Regions from separate parts of the Mus musculus genome. Here region 2 is linked to region 1. The links are chromatin contacts, called in public HiChIP or PLAC-seq maps. All regions are on one chromosome and are shown on one strand. Each heading gives the region's core, a stretch centred on a gene start, on an enhancer-like site or on the middle of the called end of the contact. The rest is flanking DNA. Distances are from core to core; before and after follow the strand shown.

Region 1 (3,331 bases), core at 654-3,153:
TACCCACTGAGCCATCTCACCAGCCCGGAGCTGAGAATTCTACACCTTGTTCTGAAGGCAAACAGAAGACTCTTTCCAGGCAGCTAGGAAGAGCGTCTTAAAGCCCACCCCCACAGTGACACACTTCCTCCAACAAGGCCACACCTCCTCATAGTGCCACTCCCTGGGCCAAGGATATTCAAGTCACCACAGGGAGGTAGCACAATTGATAAGGTACCTGCCACATGTTCAATAAGGGTCTCAGTTCAGGTCCTCAGCATTCATATAAAAGCCAGGAGTGTCAGTGCCATAGGTAACGCCTGTACTGGCAAGTGGGATGGGGAGGCAGAGACAGGCAGATTCCCAGAGCTCATGGGTTAGCTAACCTAGCTGGATCCTTCAGTTCAGTAAGAGACCCTCACTCTAGTAATCAGGGTGGAGAATGCTCCAAAAAGGGCATTCATTTTGACCTCAGGCCTCCACAGGCACATGCACCTGCATGCACAGTGCATCTATCCACACAAACATGTTTACAAAAGAGGCGTTTGGAGTTTGCTGGAGGCTTTGCAGCTAGGGAGTATCAAGGCATAGATCCCACATTGAAAGCAAGTGGCTGGACTCCATGTTTTACCTACATATTATCTTTAATCTCCCAGGAACCTACCCTGAGATGGAGGTTTTGTTCTGTCACCTAAATTTTACAGCTGAAAAAAAAAAAAGACAATCGTGATGGAGTTGTTTGTTTGTTCAAGGACATACAGATGGGATGTATGAATTGGGGTTTGAATCTATGGCTGACTGACTACAAGACCCACATTTCCAGCTTCCTATTAGATGGCTCATACCTCAAGAGTATTTACAGTGTTTATCATAGGGTTTCTATTGCTATGACAAAACGCAGTGACCAAAGCAACTTGGGGAAGAAAGGGTTTATTCGGCTTACACTTCCACGTTGTAATCTGTCACTGGAGGGAGCCAGGATAGGAACTCCCACAAAGCAGGAACCTGGAGGCAGGAGCTGATGCAGGGGCCATGGAGGAAACGCTGCTTACTGGCTTGCTCAGTCTGCTTTCTTACAGAACCCTAGACCACCGGCCCAGGGGTAGCCCCACCCACAATTGCCTGAGCCCTCCACTATCAATCATTACGAGAAAGTCCCGCAAGTTCTCCCATAGTCCCTCTTATGAAGGCATCTTCTTCACGGAATCTCTCTTTTCTCTGATGACTCAAGCTCGTGTCAAGTTCGCATGAAACTAGCCAGGACCGTGGAACAAAGCAACTAAGTATTACACTAAGATTATTCAGCTACAGGGATTAACGTGTTTCTGACACCCAGGGATTCAAACTCCGTAAGACTAATTTACATAAAAATGGCTAGTATCTGCTATCTATAGTTGGATCCTGGATCCGAATTAACAGTTCTAGGTTTATTGCCTCACTGATGCCTCACATAAACCTGTCACATGAATGCTATTATTCTTACTTCACAAGTGAAGAGGTGAGATATAGAACTCTGCCAAACCACTCAACTAAGTTGTGAATTTGTGAATTTGAAATTGTAGTTACAACAGACAAACTCTCTCTTGCCCAATAGATGGTCACTGTATTCACCCTCTTTCCTTTTTTTATTATTTTTCCCTACTCTCTCCAGCTCAACCCAGGGGGCCCCACGCTTCTTCAGTAGACCCCGACCCCACGCCCTTCTAATCTAGACTCCACCCAGTAGGCGGCACCGTCACCGCAGAACCAATGGAAGAGAATAGTATCGAGCTACACCCCCCCAGGCATTGGCCCTGCAAGATTTGTTCCGGTACCAGAGCGCCTGAGAAGATGAGGCACTCATTGGCTGACGTCATCTGAGAGGCGGCCGATAGAGGAGTGGCCACCGGTGCTCGCGCGTTGCCTTTTGGGAGTTGTGGTCTCAGAGATCGGGTTCCAGGGCTGGCGGCGCTGGGACTATGCGTCCCAGCATCCCCTGCAAGAGCCCGGGAGCACTTCCGGCCTGTTGAGAAGTGGGTGTCTCTGTGGGTGAGTCTGGGTGGCGGATGGGGTGCAGTTGAGAATCAGGCGCTGGGCTGGAGGCTTTGGAGGTGGTGGTACCCGCGGGGGAGGGGAGCTGGGAAGGTGAGAGGGGAAAGCAAGCATCGTGGCGTGTGTGTGTGTGTGTGTGTGTGTGTGTGTGTGTGTGTGTGTGTCGGGGCGGGAGTGCGGGCGGGCAGAGGCTGCAGCGTGTGGAGATGGGCAGGGTCACCGAGGGGTCGGGATGAAGAGTGAGTTGGAGAGGCGGGCAGTGAGACGGGTCTTACCGAGGTCTGTGGGTAAGGTGGTAGAGATGCGTTTTGGCTGTGAGGGGAAGTTACCTTAGGGTCTAGAAAAGCACAATCAAGGGAAGAGAGAACTCAAGGGCCCTGGCAAAGAAGTGAAGAGGCCCTGAGCGGAAAGTCTGACCTTAAAATAGTGCTTCATTCTCGACACCTGCGTTCATGTCATCTGTGACGGGACTGGCTATTGTGTTCAATCCCAAACCTGTACTTCTTTCCTCATAACTGATAGAAGTGAAAGGCATCTTTATCTACTGACCCGCCCACCCTCGACTGACCCGCCCACCCCTGCTGACCCGCCCACTGACCTACTTGTTTTACCAGCTGATTCCACCTGCGCCTGCATTCTTCTTCATCCACGCCGTTTGCTGTACACTGTTCGAGGCTTGCCATTTCTTTAGTATCTCTTAAAATGACCTCTGTCTTCCGGGAGCCTCTGCAGAAGTGTCCACATTTTCATTTCTCCAACTCGGAGAAACATTGCAGCTAGTGTGATCTGTTGAAACCCTCAACTGTATACCTTCCGTTTGTTCTCCAGCTTGGAATCCATCCCTGGCATGCAACACGTGTTGAATGGAATCTGATCTAGTAGATTCTTCATAATGCTCTTTGCAGCCCACTTTTCCCATACTGCACGCTCCGGGGCTGCCAAGGTGTTTCCCATTCTCCAGGTGGGCCATTTTGCTTCTCTACTATTTCATAGCCTGCCTCTCTGCTGTAACCTCCCTCCCCCATTCTCTCTGCGTTGTACTCAAGAACCAAATCAACAGTTCCTTAAGCAAATTGCCACCTCCAACTTCCCAGCTCCCAAATCACACTTTCTTTATGACATTGGATTAATATAATTATCTGTGACTTTTAAATTTATTAATTATCATTATTATTATTTGTCTCTTCCACTAGATAGCTTCATCAGGGCAGGCAGTGTCTGGATCATCTCCATTTTCTTTGGTCCAGCCCAGAACAGCAGACATCTAATGTAGATCCAGCAAATGAGTAAAGACTTGGTGAATGTGGGCTAAAGACTCTCA
Region 2 (3,250 bases), core at 434-2,933, 510 kb before region 1:
TCGGTACTCCCTACCAGCCTGCAGGTCTTCCTGAAGGAGGCAGCTGGGAACCACCCACGTTCGTCTGGCGTCTCTCACGCCTCCACTGGGGGTCCCAACACAGGAGCCAAGGCACACAGTGGAGCCCGGTGTTCCTGGGAGCCCAGCTGTCCCTATTCCATCCGGGTCTGGCTCTCCAGCTCTGTCACTGTGGGCCCCCCTCCCCACACACACACTTTTCCTCCAAGCACAAGAGGTGAAGGCTAGACCGATGGCCTCAGAGACCTGGTCTAGGCACCTGGAGGGGAGCTTCGTTTTCTATTTTGGGCAAGCAGGATGATCTGATATACAGGTAGAGAAAACTCACTGAGAAGAGCTGTCCAAACAGGTGTGGCAAACAGTCAATTCTACCTTCTGAGGAGGTTCAGAAACGGGGCACAGTGTGTCTCCTTTTTCTTGACAGGATGCTCCGGTGAGCTGCTGCACAGGAAGGAGTCAGACCCTCTATTTAAGACAACAAAGACTTCCGGTCTCACCTGAACTGCAATCTGAAGTGTTCATCGCTCTACCACTGCTCCAGTCTGTCTCCAGATTGCTTACCTAACACACTCCAGAACTGATTACGCATGCTACGTTCTTCTGCACGTGTGTTATATATATCATTGTTTCTTCTACATGATTGCAATCCCCTGTCTGAAACCATGCCAAGTGCAGAAGCAATGCCTGGAAAATCTTTTTGAAATGGATGAACGGCAGCTCCTGATTTCAAATCACTCGCTAGCTGCCAGACATTGGAAGTATACAACCCTTCTAACTCTCAGTGTCTGCAATGTAGAACACAAAAAGATCCACATCCTAGAGACGAGACGGGGGGGGGGGTGGGGGGGATGGGGGGGGGACGGAGTGGGGGGAGGACAGCATTTAGCTCAGGATGTAGCGATTGTTACCAGAGCTGGAGGAGGGAGAGTCCCTTACAGGCAGGAGGAGTTGTGACCCCATCAGCGCCTCTAAGAGCAGCTGTCCTTAGTACAGACGGGAGGCATACCCACCTGAGCACCCCCACCTCCCAAGGTGGAGATGCTTCCGTTCTCGCAGGTCACGGCCTGCACTCACAGAGGCTAGGAGAGGAGAGGAGAGGGTTCCTTGCCTGGAGGAGTACTGGGAAGAGCTAGGTAAGTGGATGGTGAGAGGTGGGATTAATTCTTAGAGGGGTTGGGGGATGACATCCGGAGTAGTAGGCAGGAGAGGGGGGCGGGCTCTCTGAGGCGGAGGTAGCAGGGGGCGTGTCTGGCCCCTGGAAGACCTTGGGACTGAGCAATGGGTGCTCCCTCCTCCCTAGAGAGCCCCCAGTTCATCTGGCTCGGGAGTTGAGGTGCGGGGGCAGCGAGGGTGCCTATCGGATTCCTCCCTCAGAGCGACAGGCGGCCCTGCGCCCAGGTAGGGGTGGATTGTTCCCGGCTTGGGAGAGCAGTCCCTGGACACTGACCCGCCTCTTTCCTTGCCCCTCCGTGTCGACTTGTAGAGCTGGGGGGTCCCGATCTTTCTCCCAGGGTGGGGTGCTCCCTAGAGAGGGGGCCGGGGCAGCGAGGGCGTTCTGTTCTCTCTCCCGGGAGGGGGCGGGGGCGGAGCCTAGCTACCAGTGGGGGACCCCCCCAGGGGAGGGGCTCCGGGCCAACGCTGCGGGGCGTCTCCCTCGCAGTCCCGCCCGCCCCTCCGGCCGCCTCTGCCGCCGCGCGCCGCAGCAGCGCCGCCTTCTCTGCGCAGTCGGTGTCTCGGCGTTGCTGGGTGAGTGGGGGCCGCTCTGGCCGGGGTCGGGGATGAGGGGAGGGAAGCCCGGGAGCCAGGAACCCAAGTCCAGGGCTCCCCAGCCCGCTCCTCCCTGAGCTTCGTGGGATTCCTCCCACCCGCGGCGCTGCAAGCCCGGGGCTGCCCCTGGGGAAATCGCGCGTCGCTCTCCAGGGTCCTGACCGCCAAGTGGCCGGCTCCTGGGAGTCGCGCGTCGACCGTCCCGGGCGCCCCCTCCAGGAGGGACCTCGAACCCAGTGCGGGAAGAATGGAGGCGGGGGATCAGGGCTGGAGCCGGAGGAGGCTTGGAGGGGATGCTAGGGCGGGTTTCTCAGATAGAGCTGTGAGGTTCCTTCTATTTTGGGCACTGGGGGTCTTTGAGGAGAAAACAGGCATTTCTTCCAGCTGGGAAAGGAAATGCTGAGGGTGGCCGAGAGGAAGGGGCACCTGGAGGAGCGCTTCTGCTCAGCGCATCACTCTGCCCCCGCCCCGCTGACCCAGTTCCTTGGACCTTGAGGAGGGGAGTAAGGGACACACTCCCTTGCTCAGCCCTGCACATTTCCTCAGTCCCTTCCCACATACTTGTTCTGTGGCTTCTCAGCCTGGGGCAGAAGAGGCTAATCCAGAAAGGAGGGGGCACCAACTTACAGGAACATGCATGACACACACTACTGAGGACAGATACAGGTCTCCTCACATTCCTGGGGAACATTTCTCTCTGTGGCAGGTGCATACCAGCTCAACACGCATATTGAATTCACATGCAGCCATGCATAGAAACGCACAGGGAGATAGATGCGGTTCAGAGCCCAGGACCCACATCATGGGTGAGCATACGCATTCAACATGCACCCACACACATGTGCACACACGTGTGCATAGAGCTTCATGTACCTTCATGCACAAGGAACCCTTTTCACCCTGTCTTGCTCGTATATCCAACCTCAGGGGACACTTGCACACACCCCTACACCTATGATTATGACTGCCTGTCTACTTCCCCTCCATTGCTTCTGCTCAGCTTCACACTTTAATTCCTGCCCTGAGGGGACCTTTTGAAACCGGAGAAAAGGTGAGTGATGAAGGAGGTCTGGGTGGGCTGGGTAGGGCTCCCCAAGAAAAAGAGTCCTCATCAGGTCTGGGAAGGGCTGCAGCTCCCTCTCCTGGGACCTGACAGCACCTCGGGGATAGAAAGACAAATGACAAGGGTGCCTGAAGGTCCCACGTGCAGCTGGCCATGTGAGAGGTGTCGGCATTCGAGTTGGCGTGTAATGGCATGTGTGAGACATGTGGGGTCGTGGGCTGGTGTGTCTTGATGCACCGTGTATGGGAGTTTGTGCGTGGTGCCATGTGTCAGTGCGTGTGAGTTGTGGGGCAGTGGGATTGCTGTGTGTGGAGGCATGGCTATCCATGTGTGGTGGAGGCAAGTATGTGAGTGTCGGAGAACCTAGGGACCTAGGCACTTGGTGATCTGTGTGGCTTTATG

Evidence for each region. HiChIP or PLAC-seq counts read pairs in DNA pulled down with a chosen protein or histone mark.
Region 2: a contact with region 1 is called in a CTCF HiChIP or PLAC-seq map of embryonic stem cells, with 3 times the contacts expected there. The contact joins the promoter of Hpca here to the promoter of Zscan20 in region 1. A contact is called at or near these places in 5 of 39 promoter capture datasets (the 3T3-L1 cell line, the HPC-7 cell line, hippocampal neurons and 2 more), 1 of 15 datasets of contacts at CTCF or cohesin (embryonic stem cells) and 2 of 115 datasets of contacts at active chromatin or transcription factors (T-cell acute lymphoblastic leukemia and embryonic forebrain).

The regions. Positions count from the first base shown.
Region 1 is chr4:128,608,670-128,612,000 of GRCm38.p6, reverse strand. It overlaps Zscan20 (zinc finger and SCAN domains 20), which reads left to right and starts at 1,903. Exons shown (of 8, transcript NM_177758.4): 1 at 1,903-2,007.
Region 2 is chr4:129,119,736-129,122,985 of GRCm38.p6, reverse strand. It overlaps Hpca (hippocalcin), which reads left to right and starts at 1,683. Exons shown (of 4, transcript NM_010471.4): 1 at 1,683-1,764.